5 separate regions of the Mus musculus genome follow, and all the other regions are linked to region 1. A link is a contact called in public HiChIP or PLAC-seq and promoter capture Hi-C data. All regions are on one chromosome and are shown on one strand. Each heading gives the region's core, a stretch centred on a gene start, on an enhancer-like site or on the middle of the called end of the contact. The rest is flanking DNA. Distances are from core to core; before and after follow the strand shown.

Region 1 (2,790 bases), core at 213-2,712:
TATTCTGGAGAAATGCAGAGGGATACCATTAGCTGCCTGCTATGGGAGTGTGAGTCTCTCTGTGTGTGCTTATCTGTGTCCGTCTGTCTGTGTGAGCCTGTCTGTGTGTACCTCCAGAACAATAAACACTACCCAGGAAGCTCTTGCATGTCAGGACTTTAGCAGTGCTCTTTATCAGACACTGTTGCTTTGGGATCCCGGCATTCCTAACCCCAGTCACATTCCCTACGCGCCGAGTTCTGTGAGACTCCATTCCTAACCTCACACGAAGCCTCTGCAGTACTGTGCAGTCTCTGTCCCTTGCCCACCTGTTCCTGGCCGCAGCTCCACAGTACAGTAGCCATCGATCCACTGGTAGCAGGGAAAGTGGACAGCAGAGCCATCGGGGGCAGTGACACAGATTCGACTGCAGTACCAAGGGTCCTTGCAGAAGAAAGCAAAGCGCTCCTTGTGTAAGCGCAACAGCAAGATCTCACCCAGCTCTGCTTCACAGCGCACCTTATACTTCTGAACCTGGAGTGAGGGAAGCAGCAAGCAGGCCTTTGAGCAACCAGGAACTGTCGAGGACATCTTTGCACTCTGAAGTGTGCATCAACACCGCTACCTTTCTGGGATATTGGCCTGAGCAGTCGTTGATCCATGTGGTTCCTTTGTGTGATTGAGAGAAAGAGCCCGTCTCCATCCAGAGAGGAGCAGGCACCATACTCAGTGCCTGAGTGAATTTTTGTAGGGATTCCTACCCTCACTGCCAGTAGTTCACTTTCATGTAGGGTCATTAGCAAACTAAACTAGCGACCGACAAAGCAGACCCCTCCCAAAGAACAGGAGACCCATGATCTGATCAGAGGAATCAATTTGGTCAAAGCCTAGTGTCAATTAGGGGAGGAGCCAGGCCAGGCAGTGGTGGCTTTTAATTCCCCCTGCACTCAGGAGGCAGAGGCAGTCAGATTGCTAAGTTCAAGGCCAGCCTGGTCTACACAGAGAGTTCTAGGACAGCCAGGGCTACACAGAGAAACCCTGTCTGGAAAAACCACAGAAAATAATAACAATAACAACAATGATAGGAGAAGCCAGGAAGTTAGGGGAAGTCCCCAGAATCCATTCCAAATGCCCTTCCCCACAGCCCTGTCTCAGAACAATTGGTATGGTTTATCGTCTCCCAAAAGTCAGGGATGTCAAAGAAAATGATCACAGGACATAGCAGGCATCCTGAGTTCAGCAGGACTTGACGAATCCAACAAGAATAATCCTCACTTCCTTCAGGTTCCCCATCTCTCCTCTGTACTCACCGATCCAGAGGCGAAGTCCCTGCCTACGCGATCCAGCTTCTGCTTAGGGCTTTCACCACAGGTGCCTACCAATGTAGCATAGATGTTATCCAATGTGCCAGCCTTCAGGTAGGAACCAGTGGTCACACACAGCCGATATACTGCCATGACTGGACCCAATAACCCCAAACCAGTAGCTAGCCTAGAGAAGGTACGCTACAGGTAAGAGAGAGTCAGCTCCTGGGCAGGAGGCTGGGGGCTGGGGAAGGGTGGGCCTGAGGAAGGATCCAGCTCTAGGACGTTCCTGGGCTCGCGCGCGCTCTCTCTCTTTCTCGATCTCTCACGGCAGCTCCGCTGGTAGCTCGGGAGTACTATCCCCACCCACCGACTTGCACCCTAATACTTGTTTGCATGCCTCTGACACAGCCTGTCCCTCTGGCTGGCTCATCCAGATGGATATCAGAAGCCTGGGCCCATTGGTGAGGGAGGGAATAAGGAAGGAGGGACCAAGTGGCAAGTGGAAGACAGGGAGGAGGTGACGCGTGTTGGGACACTACTTTGTGTCTGATCAGTGGCTTGACTAATGTCCTGAAGCCCATGTTCACCCATTCCCCAGATTCCACCTAGAGCCTTTTCCTCCTATTTCCAAACCAGAAATGGGCACCAGAACACCAGAATTCCTACATGTGAATCACCCACGTGAATCACACCGTGCATCGGAAAGCTGCACCAATTCATAAATGCCAGGTGACCTCATCAACAATCAAGTGAATAACACACATCTTAGCACGTGACAAGGCCATCATGTTCTCCTTCCTGCCACCGACCCACCCATCTCCTCCTAAAGTCTAGTCTTCTCTCTGTCTCCAGTTTTTGTTATTCCCGACCTCAATCACTCCTTTGAGATAGGACCTGCCTGCCAAGTGAGTGGAAGCCTGCCCGACAGCATCTGGAGGCCCTCATGTGACATTCTTTACGCTCCAGGTCCTCCCTCAGCCAGCCTGCTGAACCGTGGGAGGCACCCTGTATGCCCTAGGTGTCCAAGATATAGGTCACAAGGACCAGGGAAGAAAAAAAATAGACTCTACCGGGGAAACCTGTGGCCCGCAGCGGCCCCGCGTGGCTGGTCTAGGCACCTCTAGATTCCTGCTTGAGTGGCGCTCCTGCCCTCCTTAACTTCTAATAAAAGCCGAGGCGTTAGCGACTAGGTTTCAGTAAGTCAGAGTCTCGGACAAAAACGAACTTCATCCTTTAAATACACACAAGAATACGTAGGTATCATAATAAATTCATTTAGGCAAAAGTGGAGAGCTTTGCTAAGAGCCCGGATAGCTCAGTCGGTAGAGCATCAGACTTTTAATCTGAGGGTCCAGGGTTCAAGTCCCTGTTCGGGCGCTTAGCTTTTTGTGGGAATCTGCACTTACAAACACTATTGTTAGGCTGTCTTGTTTGACAATAGCTCTATAATAACAAAGTAATTGCATTCTTTTTAAAAGGAAATGTAAATTGAACGTAAGTTCCG
Region 2 (2,790 bases), core at 171-2,670, 420 kb before region 1:
AAAATCCTGAGCAGGAAGCTGAGTGTGGGGTAGCAAGAATTTGTTATCCCAGCACTTGTGAGGTGTTGAGGGCAGAGGCTTGTGAGTTTGAGGCCAGTGTAACCTATGAAGCGAAACCCTATTTCAAATACACAACACAATGAAACACATCCAGCGAGGGCGAGCAGAGCAGAACTAAGGGAAACAAGTAGGCTAGGGACCCAGATGCCTAAGCTGCCCTTCCCAACTGTGGAAGGAAGGTCGGTGGAGCTTGGCCATCCTGGGGGCGGAGCTGCAGAAGCACAGGCTTGGCTAGCCTTTGCAGTTTAAGAGATACAACTTTCACCTGTTCAGAGTATGGTCTGTGTTGGGGAGTGTTAGCGATAGGAGAAGGGGTAAGGAGTTGCAGTAGAAATTTCTTTCTTTCTTTCTTTCTTTTTTTTTAAATGTGTGTTTATGTGCGTGTGGTAGGGAGCGTTTGTGCAGGCCGTGGCATGCGCATAGAGGGCAGGGGCCAAGTTGCCAGGGTCTGTTCTACCGCGTGGCTCCACAGGATGGAACATTGCTTCTCAGGCTTTGCAGCAGGTGCCTTAACTCGCTGAGCCAACACACAAGACTGCAATAAAAATATCTGGTGGATAATGTTTGATGTTGCAAACTGAGATTTAAGTTAGAATGAAATGTGGGGCTTCTTCCTAACGGGAAAGTGGGCACCCACAGACTCGGGTCTCCCCCTTCCCAGGAAGATGTTCAAGGTCTGCAGGCAGGCGGGGGAAAGAGATGTGGGGTGGTTCGGAGGCAGGGTACTGGCTTGCCTGGACTTGGGGTGATAAGTAGGGCAAGAAAGAAAGACACAGAATGAATGGCCACTACTGAGTACAAGAGTCACGTATGTGGCAGGGCAGGTGTCCGGAGGGAGTTCAAAACAACCAGGTTCGAGGCAGCTGTGATTCTCATGAGGGAATTGAAGCAGTCCGTTTCCTGGTTCTCTATCAGGAACTTAGGCATCAGCTCCCCCAGTGGCACTGACTGGTGGGGTGGGGGTGCCCACGAGCAGCCTCAGGGGGCAGCAGCTGGTGAGTGGGGAGGAATCTGTGTGCTCAGCAAACAGCAGCCTTCGTGCGCACGGGCTTCCTCCTCCCTCATCAATCAGCCACAGCCAAATGTCCCTGCATTCCCACCACCCCAAGGGGACTGGGGCTGGGCCAGGGTCCCCAGGGGAGTGAGAAGGGGATGGATGTGGGGAGCCGGGGTGGGGCTTCGGTTTCCACCCATTGGCCCGAGTTCTCTTTGGAAGCCCTCAGTTCTTCTTGTCATGGAATGACTCTTTCCTGGCTCATGCCACTGGAGGGGGGTGGCCTCAGCTACAAATCACCTGTGGGGGGGCTGCTGGTGGGGAAAGGGGGCAGAGAGATGAGTCAGGGTTGTTGAAGAATCCACTCTGGTTCTCACGGAACTGGTCCAGGGCAGGGTCAGCAGGGCGGTTGCTGGCACAGAGGCCCCGTCTCCCACACTGATCCCTCTCTCCTAATGGATACTCAGGTCAGCCAGTGGCGGGTAAGACCCTGACCCCTTGAACATCTGTCCTTCCAGCTTCTCCTAGCACCCACCTTATTCCCTGCTTCTCACGAAGATCTAGAGGTATGGCACCCACCTCATCCAAAGTTTGCTATTACCCACGGGGGTTGGAGGGTGGGGGTAGGGGGCTGTGACTTCTAGGTCTTAGCTTCTGGCTCCCTCTCCCTCTCAGCCCTTACACCCCTCAGGGACCCAGGCGTCCTGCCCACTCCCTTTACCATAGCAACCATTCTTCTTGGAGTTGCTTAAGACTTTAATATCATTTCATTAAGTCAGTAAGTTCAGAGAAGGTTGGGAGCACAAAGGGACTAGGACTGGGCCCAAAAGGACCAAGGTAGGGGGGAAGAAGGACCGAGGCCCCTCTTCTCCGTGGAGATGGCTCTGAGAAATCAAATATTGACAGTGGGAGAACAGACCTTATTAAATCTGGGACAGGGGTGTGTGTGGGTGACTGTGGGAATGGCCGGGTGCCTGGGTTCTGAGGGTGATAAGGCTCTGGGAGGAGAGAAACGCCTATAGTTGAGGTGGCCCAGGCTAAGGGACCGATCTCAGGGTACAACTGCTCAGTCCCTTTCCTTTGGGATGTGCTTAGACTTGCTACTCTGGTTGTTTCTCAGCTGTCCCCTACAGCCCCTAGGGACAAGCATCCCATCACAGCTGTGGCTGCGCCCCCCCCCTCCCTTTACCTCCACCTCTGCTGATGAGCTTCAGCGGCGTTTAATCGGATTGAGCAGTAATTAGCAAAGCAAGATGTTTGATTACCTATTTAGCATAATGTGGGGGGCTGGGATCCCTAGGCACAGCCACCGTTGAGAGGGGAGTCAGAAGAGAAAAAGGGTCTATGCAAAGTTCCTTTCCCTGAGGGATTTATGAACCTGCCCTTGAGGATCCCCATCCCAAGCCTCCCCACAAATTTTCAGTCCTTTGGGACTTTTCCCTCGGGATTCTGACCAGTCACATCACCCCTCTTTACCATCTGGCTGGAAGATTACCTATGAGTTCCATCCCAGCCCCGTGTACTGTGCAGCTGTTGGTTTTAGGGTGTGGCGCAGCCTCTTTCCTTCAGTCCCTGCTCTCTCAGCAACAGGAGTCTGGGCTGGGCCAAAGACCACACAAATCAGAGCTCAGAAACTCATCTTCAGGATAATGGCGGCAGCTAGATGTGGCAGCACACCCCCATAATTCCAGCACCCAAGAGGCAGAGGCAAGACTCAAAGTTTGAGAGTTTGAGGC
Region 3 (2,790 bases), core at 214-2,713, 400 kb before region 1:
ATCCTTTATTAAACTATAGTAATTAAAACAGTTAATACTAGGGCAGGAGTATAAATGATGAATAGCAGCATTAAAGGAATGTATAAAAATAGATATGAGTGGGTTGGAAAGATGGCTCAGAGGTTAAGAGCACTGACTGCTCTTCCAGAGGGCCTGAGTTCAATTCCCAGCAACCACATGGTGGCTCATAACCATCTGCAGTGGGATTTGATGCCCTCTTCTGGTGTGTCTGAAGACAGCGACAGTGTACTCACATACATATAATAAATAAAATCTTGAGAGAGAGAGAGAGAGAGAGAGAGAGAGAGAGAGAGAGAGACAGATCCATTTAACTTGCTACAACAGTAGATGAGAGATTTTACTGTATTCTCCAGGTTAGGGTGGCTAGTTTAAACTTCCTTTAAAAAATGACTACGCACAGTAGCTTAGTGGAACCTTCAGGAGGCCCTGCACTCAATCCCCAGCACAGAAAGGGAAAAAAAGAGTCATGTCTCTCGGCATTCTGATTTTAGACTCCAAGGAGTGTCTCCTCCTGCCATGCCCACGCCTTTCTCCACTGTGATGCTCTGTGCCCTGTCACACCGTTAGCCAAAATAAACCCTTCTTCACTGGGGCAGGGGTAGAGGTGGGAGTGGGGGAGTCCATAACCTAGTATCTGATAAAAGGGGCAAAGAGTGAGACCTGGGACATGAAGGCAGCTCACAGCCCAGGATCCACAGAACACAGGGAAAAGGCATAATCAAATCTAGTGAATTTCACAAACAGGTGTGAACCCTAAACTGTGCTGAAGCTCCAAGTTCCTTCTCTTCCCGCACTTGGTTGGGGGAAAACCTTGGAGCATTCCAAACATCCCCCAAGAGGTTTGTCATTTAACAAAGATTTGCTATTGCCTTAAATTAGCCTTAACCACGTGCCCCTCCTCACACAAGTCTCTCAGGCTACAGAAAAGAGAATAACATAAAATACCTAATCCTTTCACTTTACCTTCAAGAGGCAAAATAAACTGGCCTCTCCCAGTGGGGCATCAAGAAGTCGCCCACAGTGTGCTAGAGCCAAAAGAGTGAATTGACAAAGCTGCTCAGGCATGAGCAAAATGGGGCGAAATTGCATGGCAACGGCGGGCACATTATACCAAGGACAAAGGGAAGAAAAAAAAAAAAAAGAACAAAGCGCGTATACAGGAGGGAGATCTAACCCAAGGAAGGAGGCTCCTCACAACAGCCACGGTGCAACTCGATACCAACATGAATTCAGTCTCTACGAGATGATAAAAGGTGGAAGGAGATGAAAGGGGGAGGTGGGGCACGGATCTTAGGGAACGAATAAGGCAGCGTGCTACAAAACCAGATGAGAAATGGCGGGGAACTGAATAGCTGTGGTTGAAAATCCGTCACCGACTGAGCGCAAGGCTGAGGCAGCCGCCGTTCATGAGAAAGAAAAGGCCGGACACATTAATGCAATTAGGGAGACGCGAATAGACACGAGGGATGGGCACAGCCCAGCTGCAGGAGTAGACAGCCGTCACAGTGTGGATTTAGAGAGAACATACAAAGAATTTTCCTGAGATGCACAAGGAACGGCGTCTGGGAGTGAGAAGGCTGCGCTGTTGCTGCTTACCGACGGCCTCTCACGTTAATGTCAGCGTGCATTTTAGTTTCAGCACTGAAATGTAAGGATGCCAGTTCTGGGGAACATTATGGCGTTCCACCGAGAACATTTAGCTTCAACCTAATAACAAGCATTTAGATAAATCCAAATTAAGGGACATTTGAAAAACATCTGGCTTGATTCTTAGAGTGATTGATAGTACAACGTAAAAGAGAAAGCCCGACATGATGGTACATGCTTGTAATCCTGTCACCTGAGAGGCTAAAACAGGAGGACACACACACACACACACACACACACACACACACACACACACACAGAGGATAGCAAAGGATAGGAGTTGTTGAAATGAAAGGAGGTTGTAGGAAACAGAGGCAGGAAGGAGTATTAGGAGTTCCAGGCCAGCCTGAGTATGAAACTCTGTCTATACCCCACCAAAAAAACCTAAACAAACAAACAAACAAACAAAAATGCACCTCAAACACCACACACTCACACACTCACTCACACACACACACTCACTCACACACACACACTCACTCACACACACTCACACACACACACTCACTCATTCACACACACACACACACACACACACACACTCACACACTCTCTCTCTCTCACACACACACACACAGAGGCTAGGCATGGTGGTACATACCTTTAATTTCAGCATTAGGGAGATAGAGGTGGAAGGATTCTGTGAGTTGAAAGCCATCCTAATTTATGTAGCAGTGTATTCTAGACCAGGGCTTACATAGTGAGACCCTGTTTCAGAAGAGAAACAGCAGCAACAACAAAATAAGACGATGGATAGCCCTGGGCGGGATATGGATGGGGAGGAAGAGATCCAGCTATACGTGACATCATTTGGACAACTGGAGGAAGTTAAATGTGGACATATATTGTATTAGATAAATTTTTCTATCACCATAATTACAGTAATTTTAGAAGATACAGGCCAAGCATTAAGGGTGTGGCATCTGGATGCCTGCAGCTCACAAAGGCTCAGGTATAAAGAGGGGACAGACAGATGGAGCATTGACATTGAATCCAGGAGGCAAGGATATTTTGTTAACTTTATTTTTCTTGAAAATTTTCTACGAGTTGGAGTTTTTTGAAAATAAAAATTGAAAGAGCCGGGGGTGGTGGCCCAGGTCTGCAGTCGCAGCTGCTAGAAAG
Region 4 (2,790 bases), core at 131-2,630, 350 kb before region 1:
TGGAGGTCAGAGGACAGTTTACAGGAACCGGTTCTCTCCTCCCACCAGCTGGGTCCCCGGGATCAGAGTTGGATCGTCAGGAATGGCTGCAGGTGCCTTTACTCGCTGCTCCCTCTTGCTGGCTCAGTATTTACTCTTTATCAGGCTCCCTGATTTCATGAGTAACTGTGCATCTGAGAACAGGAAGTGTGACTGTCCTGAACTTCTGTCACTCATTAGGTGTGACTTTGAATGACACAGTTGGCTCCACCTAGGACCCACACAAACAGCTTCCTCTCTGACTCATCTCCTTCTGGAGTCCTGGCTCACCGACACTTACTTACTTACTTACTTTCCTACTTAATTAATTAATTTAGAGGTGGGGTGTTACTATGTAACCCTGGCTGACCCACCCGGAACTCCCTATATAGACCAGGCTGGCCTCCTGCTAACAGGGGTTGATTGGCCTACTGCCTCACCATGGGTCACCATGTCGGGCTCAGGTAACTTCAACTCAGCAGATCCTTGAAATCACTGAAAGCCCAGCTACCCTGACTGGATCCACTAGCCCTCGCCCACCTCGCCTCCTGTCCTCATGGTGGGAACTTTGAAGAGAGTCTCTGGGAGCTCTGTGGTGTGTGAGAGCAGAGGAACAGAGGAGGGGCAGAGGCGTCCCCTCCTCGTGTTCGTCCACACACTCTGAGCTGTCCTTTCAGTTGAAACTGCTAAATGCTGGATTAAAAAATTCAAAGAAATATGTCCTTTTTTATTACATTGCTTAGATGGCAAGAATTCTAGGGGCCTTGGTGTGGTGACAGTGAGTGAAGGGACTTTGTGAGGCAAGTAGGTTCCAATGCTGTTTTCCTGCCGTGGAATTTTGTCAGTCTAAGGCACCAGGAGTTGGAAGGCAAGCAGCCCAAGCCTGAAGGTGGAACAACGTAAAGCCCACTGTTATAGAAGTCAGGCTACAGGGACTCACCCTCCCCATCAACTGATGGGAAGGACAACTTACAACCTAGGAAGATCTGTGCTTGTCCAAGCCCTGGTGGTGGCAGGGAGGGGGTCAAAGGATTCCTGCAGTCTCTTCAGCTCAGCCTCACGCTGTCCACAGTCAGCATTCACTCTATGGTGTAAAGTCTCAAGCTTCACCTGCAGGGCAGGAGAAGGGGGTGTCCGTTGTCAGTGCCCCCAGGCGACTGGTGGGAGCAAAGGGAAGAATGGCTTCTGGAGGAGCTCAGTCCAGAAGAGCCCTGAAGGCAGCACCAGCCTGACCGCTGCGGATGGAGGTTGGGAAAAGGAGCTGTTCGCTGAAGCCAGCTAGAGTTGTGTAACAGGACTCTGTCCCAGGAGAAGAAAGGAGCTGTATCTCTAAGATCTGGTGTCTTAATGGCCCCGGGTGACAGAGCCTCCCCTGCTGAGTAGAGGTGTCGAGCCTGAGGAACAGCAGGCAGGAGAGGAATGAGTCAGATTAACCAGTACTGAGGGAACGTTTGCAGACTAGATGCTTTCTTTCATCTCTCGGCTTAAAGAATTGAGGCATCCAGACAGGCAAGTGAAAGTATTCATTCTCTCCGGGGAATTCTTCTGACCCAAGAAGAATGACAGGGACATGGCATAAAGATCCCAAGTGCACTGTCGCCTGCAGGAGCCCCACACACCCAGCCATATAAACAGAAAATGGGAGTAGAGGTAGGAGAATCAGGAATTCAGGGCTAACCTTGGCTACATAAGGAATTTGAGGGTAGCCTGGTCTAGAATACACACACACACACACACACACACACACACACACACACACACACGACAGAGAGAGAGAGAGAGAGAGAGAGAGAGAGAGAGAGAGAATATGAATATGAATGGATGATGTAAGGAAAACCAAAGCTCGCTGAACAACCTGAGAGAAGAGCTCTGGTAGGAAGGCCATTAGGTGTTACTAGTGGGAGGGAGGAGGCAAGGGAGGAGAGGGGATGTTGAGCCAAATCCCTGAGACAAGAGACTTTTTTAAATGCAGGGCAACAGACAGTATGGTAAAGAGTTTGAAGGAAAGTATTAGCCCTGGGAGAAGCAAGGAGTCTACTTTGTAAGGGTTTCTGAGAAGAGGGGTGGTCTTGTATCACAAGGAAGCAGGCTTAGTCAATGTATGATGTGTGACCTATGGTCTGCGACAGAAGTAAGGGACTGGGCACATTGCCATTCACGCCACACGGCAGGAGTCACTCTCGATAGGAGGTGGGGGCTTAGTTAATGTGTGACCCAGAAAAGGTGATGGCAGTGAGACTGACCCCCCTTCCCTCCAGCCTGCACCCCACCGTGCGTGTGCGTGTGCGTGTGCGTGTGCGTGTGCGTGTGTGTGTGTGTGTGTGTGTGTGTGTGTGTAGGGGGTGTGCTGGGGCTGGGCTTGTCCTTGTCTGGCTTGCATACCTATCTGCTTAGGACTTGGTTACCTGCAGGGCCTAGGTTCCCTAACAAAAGAACCCGAACAAACAAGAAAGAGCCTGGTGGAGAAATAGATAGGCCAAGGAGAGGAAATACAAAGCAAACCATCAATGGCCTCTGCTGGGGAGTGGTGGGCATCTCTGCAGACACAGGGACTCTGGGGGTGAGGAGGATAGCCGGTCCCCTCTATGCATTCAGGTCAGCCTGGGCCACCAAGACTCCACCCTGAACAATGATCAGAATTATCCAAGTGAAATTCTAATGAAATGCTATTAAGAAAGGACTATGGCAGACAAAGGGGAGAAGAGATAGGATTTAAAGGAAAATCTAGGTGAGATAACATTCAAACAATTTCAAAAGTCACAGAGAAGAGCA
Region 5 (2,790 bases), core at 91-2,590, 320 kb before region 1:
GGCTTAAAGGTGTGTGCCAACACTGCCCAGCAAGAATAAATTTTAAAAAGCTTCTTTCCCACCTTCTGCTCTGTAGCACCCAACTTCTCTCCATGAATGTGCAGCCAATTTTCACAAAATCTTGTCCACCCATCTAAAACTGATCTATGTTCATATCAGTGCACATGCAGGGGCGCGCGCGCGCACGCACACACACACACGCGCACACACACAAGCATACACACACAAATGCACAAACATACATACATATTTTTACATACTTGTGATGGTTTGAATGAGAATAGTCCCATTGGTTCATATATTTGAATACTTAGCAAGAAGTGGAACTCTTTGAAAGGATTAAAAGGATCAAAAAGTGTGGTCTTGTTGGAGGAAGTATGTCCTTGGCTGTAAACTTTGAGGTTTTAAAAGCCCATGCCAGAGCAGAAGGCAGTAGTGGCACACACCTTCAATCTCAGCCCTTGGGTGGCAGAGGCAGGCAAATCTCTGAATTCAAAGTCTACATGGTGAGTTCCGGGCAGCTGGGACTATACAGAGAAACCCAGTCTCGATTTAAAACAAACAAACAAACAAACAAACAAAACAAAACAAAACAAAACAAAACCCATGCCAGGCCATTCTCTGTCACTCTCTTGCTCTCTCTCCTCTCACTTGCTAGCTCTCTATTACCCATGGATCAACCACTGCTCCAGTGCTATACCTGTCTGCTTATCACCATGGTGACCATAGAGTAACCCTCTAAAGGAGAAAGAGTAAGCCCCCAGTTAAATACTTTTTCTATAAATTGCCTTAGTCATATGTTTCTTCACAGAAATAGAACAGTAAGACAGCACAGCAGTGTGTGCGCTCGCAAACACACACACACACACACACACACACACACACACATATTTATATTACGCATACTGTCTGGTGTCTTCTTTGCTTACCTGTAGGATAGTTGCCAATAGAGCTGGGCTAGGCACCATGTTTGTGACTCGATGATAGCCTACCCCAGCCCTTAGCTGATCTCTGTCTCTTCCTATCATGGTCATTTTTACTGTCCGGAAATATAGCTTGCCCTCTAGGCCTCTTCCGGTTCTGCCTGTGCAGAGAAGCCATCCAGGCTCCTAGGCATCTGTCTGTGCACATCCCTCCATCCCTCCATCCTGTTGGCATAACCCCTTCCTAGCTCTCACAAGCCTTCTTCTCCCTCACTGTCTCTTTTCCCGGAGGTCGGAGGTCAGAGGTCAGAGCCGCAGGTGAGGCAACCCTCTTGGAAAGGCTACTTACCCAGATGAGTCACATCCTGGGACAAGCCATTAAGTTGTTCCTTTGATTTTAAACAATGGAACCTCTGGAGTTCCGTTGCTGCCAATGATTCATTCCTTAGATAAACAGAGTTCACTCTGTTAGGACTCTTAGTGGATGAGCCACACGTGCTCAACAGCAACAGCTTGGTAAGAGGAAGCAGGAGAGCTGTGTGCTGTGTGTGTGTGTGTGTGTGTGTGTGTGTGTGTGTGTGTGTGTGTGTGTGTGTTGGGGGAGGCTATCATCTGATCCTAGATATTCAAGCCTAGCCAGAACAACATGGTGAGGGCCCTGTCTCCAAAAACAAACAAACAAAAAAAGTAAATGGGGGTGGGGTGGGAGGGCACCAACATTTTTCCCTCGCTGCTGATAAAGGTTCTGAAACTTAAGAGTCAAATGAATCTCTTTTTTTTTAAATTACTTTTTAAAAACTTTTAATTGATTCTTTGTACATTTCACATCAGGCACCCCAATCCCACTCGTTTCCCCAGCCTTCTATATCCACCCTTTGCCCTTGCCACCTCCCTCACAAAAGAAAAAGGAAAGAAAAATCTCATTGTGAAAGCTGTAGTGTATCACAGTGTGTCATACAGTGTTCCCTTTTGCCCATACTTCTTCACTTGTAAACGTTCATTACAGCAACGGGTTGGTCTAGTTTGAAGCCTCTGGCTTCTGCTACACTCCTCTCACTACAGTGTTGTTGCCCTGTATCATAGAGACTCTGCAGATCTACAGCCCCTTCATACCCTCCAGCAGTTCACAGATGGAGTAGATGCTGGGGTGAGCCAGCACAGAGCCCTGGATCTGGGCCTGGCTGGTAGCTGAGTGTGGGTCAGTCTGCCAGCTCTCCTGAGCCCAAACCACCAAGGCCAGCTCTCCAAAACTTCCCCGGCTAGCTCACCCAATGTGGGGTCTGACAAGAAGCAAAGCCTGCTAGCCCACTCCCATGCTAGGAGGACCATCTTTAGTGTGGCGCCCAGGTCAGGCACACGGCCTGCTCTCCTGAGTGAGCTGCTGAGGGGGCAGGGCCAGCTCTCCCGCTCTCCCACTCTTCTGACCGAATCCATCGCACAGCATGAAGAAGAGACAGCTCTCCTGCTCCCATACCTTTGGGGCCAGCTCTCCCATGATGCCCAGGAGAGGGTGGGGACAGCTCTACACAGTTCTCATATATGGCAGCCCAGCCCAGGAATATCCACCTAGCCTTTGGTGGTGACATAACCCCTCTACTGCAGAGCTACAAATCCAGCTCTTAACTTGGTGGCAACACAGGCCAGGACCTCACCATGGTCCCAGGTGGCATCACTGGCTACTCACATGAGGCTGTTCCTCACTACCCTCAAGTCTCCAGTTCTGCTTCTCTTCATGAGCCCATGTCCTTCTGCTTCTCTTTTTCTTCCGTCTCTCCACCACTTACGTGCTCCTCTTAATGGCACCCGGGACCTCTGGGTATCTAGGGTATCTCAGGACTGCTGTGCTCCACCTGTGCTATATGGGATG

Evidence for each region. Promoter capture Hi-C pulls out the DNA fragments that hold promoters and counts their contacts. HiChIP or PLAC-seq counts read pairs in DNA pulled down with a chosen protein or histone mark.
Region 2: an H3K4me3 HiChIP or PLAC-seq map of forebrain shows a contact between it and region 1, with 3 times the contacts expected there. The contact joins the promoter of Dnah2 here to the promoter of Aloxe3 in region 1. A contact is called at or near these places in 9 of 39 promoter capture datasets (the 3T3-L1 cell line, the C10 cell line, cranial neural crest and 5 more), 1 of 484 Hi-C or Micro-C datasets (embryonic stem cells), 12 of 115 datasets of contacts at active chromatin or transcription factors (the 230-238 cell line, astrocytes, cardiomyocytes and 7 more) and 4 of 9 other capture datasets (adipose tissue, embryonic stem cells, macrophages and 1 more).
Region 3: a contact with region 1 is called in a promoter capture Hi-C map of hippocampal neurons, with 4 times the contacts expected there. The contact joins the enhancer-like site here to the promoter of Aloxe3 in region 1. A contact is called at or near these places in 12 of 39 promoter capture datasets (the 3T3-L1 cell line, 3T3-L1-derived adipocytes, the HPC-7 cell line and 6 more), 1 of 484 Hi-C or Micro-C datasets (embryonic stem cells), 14 of 115 datasets of contacts at active chromatin or transcription factors (the SCID.adh cell line, astrocytes, bone marrow-derived macrophages and 9 more) and 3 of 9 other capture datasets (adipose tissue, embryonic stem cells and liver).
Region 4: an HNF4G HiChIP or PLAC-seq map of pancreatic cancer cells shows a contact between it and region 1. The contact joins the enhancer-like site here to the promoter of Aloxe3 in region 1. A contact is called at or near these places in 6 of 39 promoter capture datasets (the 3T3-L1 cell line, 3T3-L1-derived adipocytes, embryonic stem cells and 2 more), 1 of 15 datasets of contacts at CTCF or cohesin (the NIH/3T3 cell line), 2 of 484 Hi-C or Micro-C datasets (the G1E-ER4 cell line and nephron progenitors), 4 of 115 datasets of contacts at active chromatin or transcription factors (T-cell acute lymphoblastic leukemia, embryonic stem cells, extraembryonic endoderm stem cells and 1 more) and 2 of 9 other capture datasets (embryonic stem cells and pancreatic islet).
Region 5: a contact with region 1 is called in a FOXA1 HiChIP or PLAC-seq map of pancreatic cancer cells. The contact joins the enhancer-like site here to the promoter of Aloxe3 in region 1. A contact is called at or near these places in 17 of 39 promoter capture datasets (the 3T3-L1 cell line, 3T3-L1-derived adipocytes, the C10 cell line and 10 more), 2 of 484 Hi-C or Micro-C datasets (the G1E-ER4 cell line and nephron progenitors), 5 of 115 datasets of contacts at active chromatin or transcription factors (craniofacial prominence, embryonic forebrain, embryonic stem cells and 2 more) and 2 of 9 other capture datasets (embryonic stem cells and pancreatic islet).

The regions. Positions count from the first base shown.
Region 1 is chr11:69,125,049-69,127,838 of GRCm38.p6, reverse strand. It overlaps Aloxe3 (arachidonate lipoxygenase 3), which reads right to left and starts at 1,462. Exons shown (of 15, transcript NM_011786.2): 1 at 1,290-1,462; 2 at 309-513. The coding sequence starts at 1,436. It overlaps n-TKctt27 (a tRNA gene), which reads left to right and starts at 2,591; the gene lies at 2,591-2,663.
Region 2 is chr11:69,547,738-69,550,527 of GRCm38.p6, reverse strand. It overlaps Dnah2 (dynein, axonemal, heavy chain 2), which reads left to right and starts at 1,420. Exons shown (of 86, transcript NM_001081330.1): 1 at 1,420-1,536.
Region 3 is chr11:69,525,939-69,528,728 of GRCm38.p6, reverse strand. The region is part of intron 4 of Dnah2 (dynein, axonemal, heavy chain 2); the gene reads left to right. Among named protein-coding and RNA genes, the nearest start is that of Dnah2, 22 kb to the left of the region's middle. Within about 2 kb of position 1,463, at least 80 of the 459 cell types and tissues checked have an H3K27ac peak or open chromatin away from gene starts, as enhancers often do. A contact at or near this core is called in craniofacial prominence, embryonic forebrain, forebrain and 1 more, where this site is marked.
Region 4 is chr11:69,470,276-69,473,065 of GRCm38.p6, reverse strand. All of the region lies in intron 39 of Dnah2 (dynein, axonemal, heavy chain 2), which reads left to right. Among named protein-coding and RNA genes, the nearest start is that of Kdm6b, 55 kb to the right of the region's middle. Within about 2 kb of position 1,380, at least 74 of the 459 cell types and tissues checked have an H3K27ac peak or open chromatin away from gene starts, as enhancers often do. A contact at or near this core is called in the G1E-ER4 cell line, T-cell acute lymphoblastic leukemia, extraembryonic endoderm stem cells and 1 more, where this site is marked.
Region 5 is chr11:69,442,086-69,444,875 of GRCm38.p6, reverse strand. The region is part of intron 63 of Dnah2 (dynein, axonemal, heavy chain 2); the gene reads left to right. Among named protein-coding and RNA genes, the nearest start is that of Kdm6b, 27 kb to the right of the region's middle. Within about 2 kb of position 1,340, at least 67 of the 459 cell types and tissues checked have an H3K27ac peak or open chromatin away from gene starts, as enhancers often do. A contact at or near this core is called in pancreatic cancer cells, where this site is marked.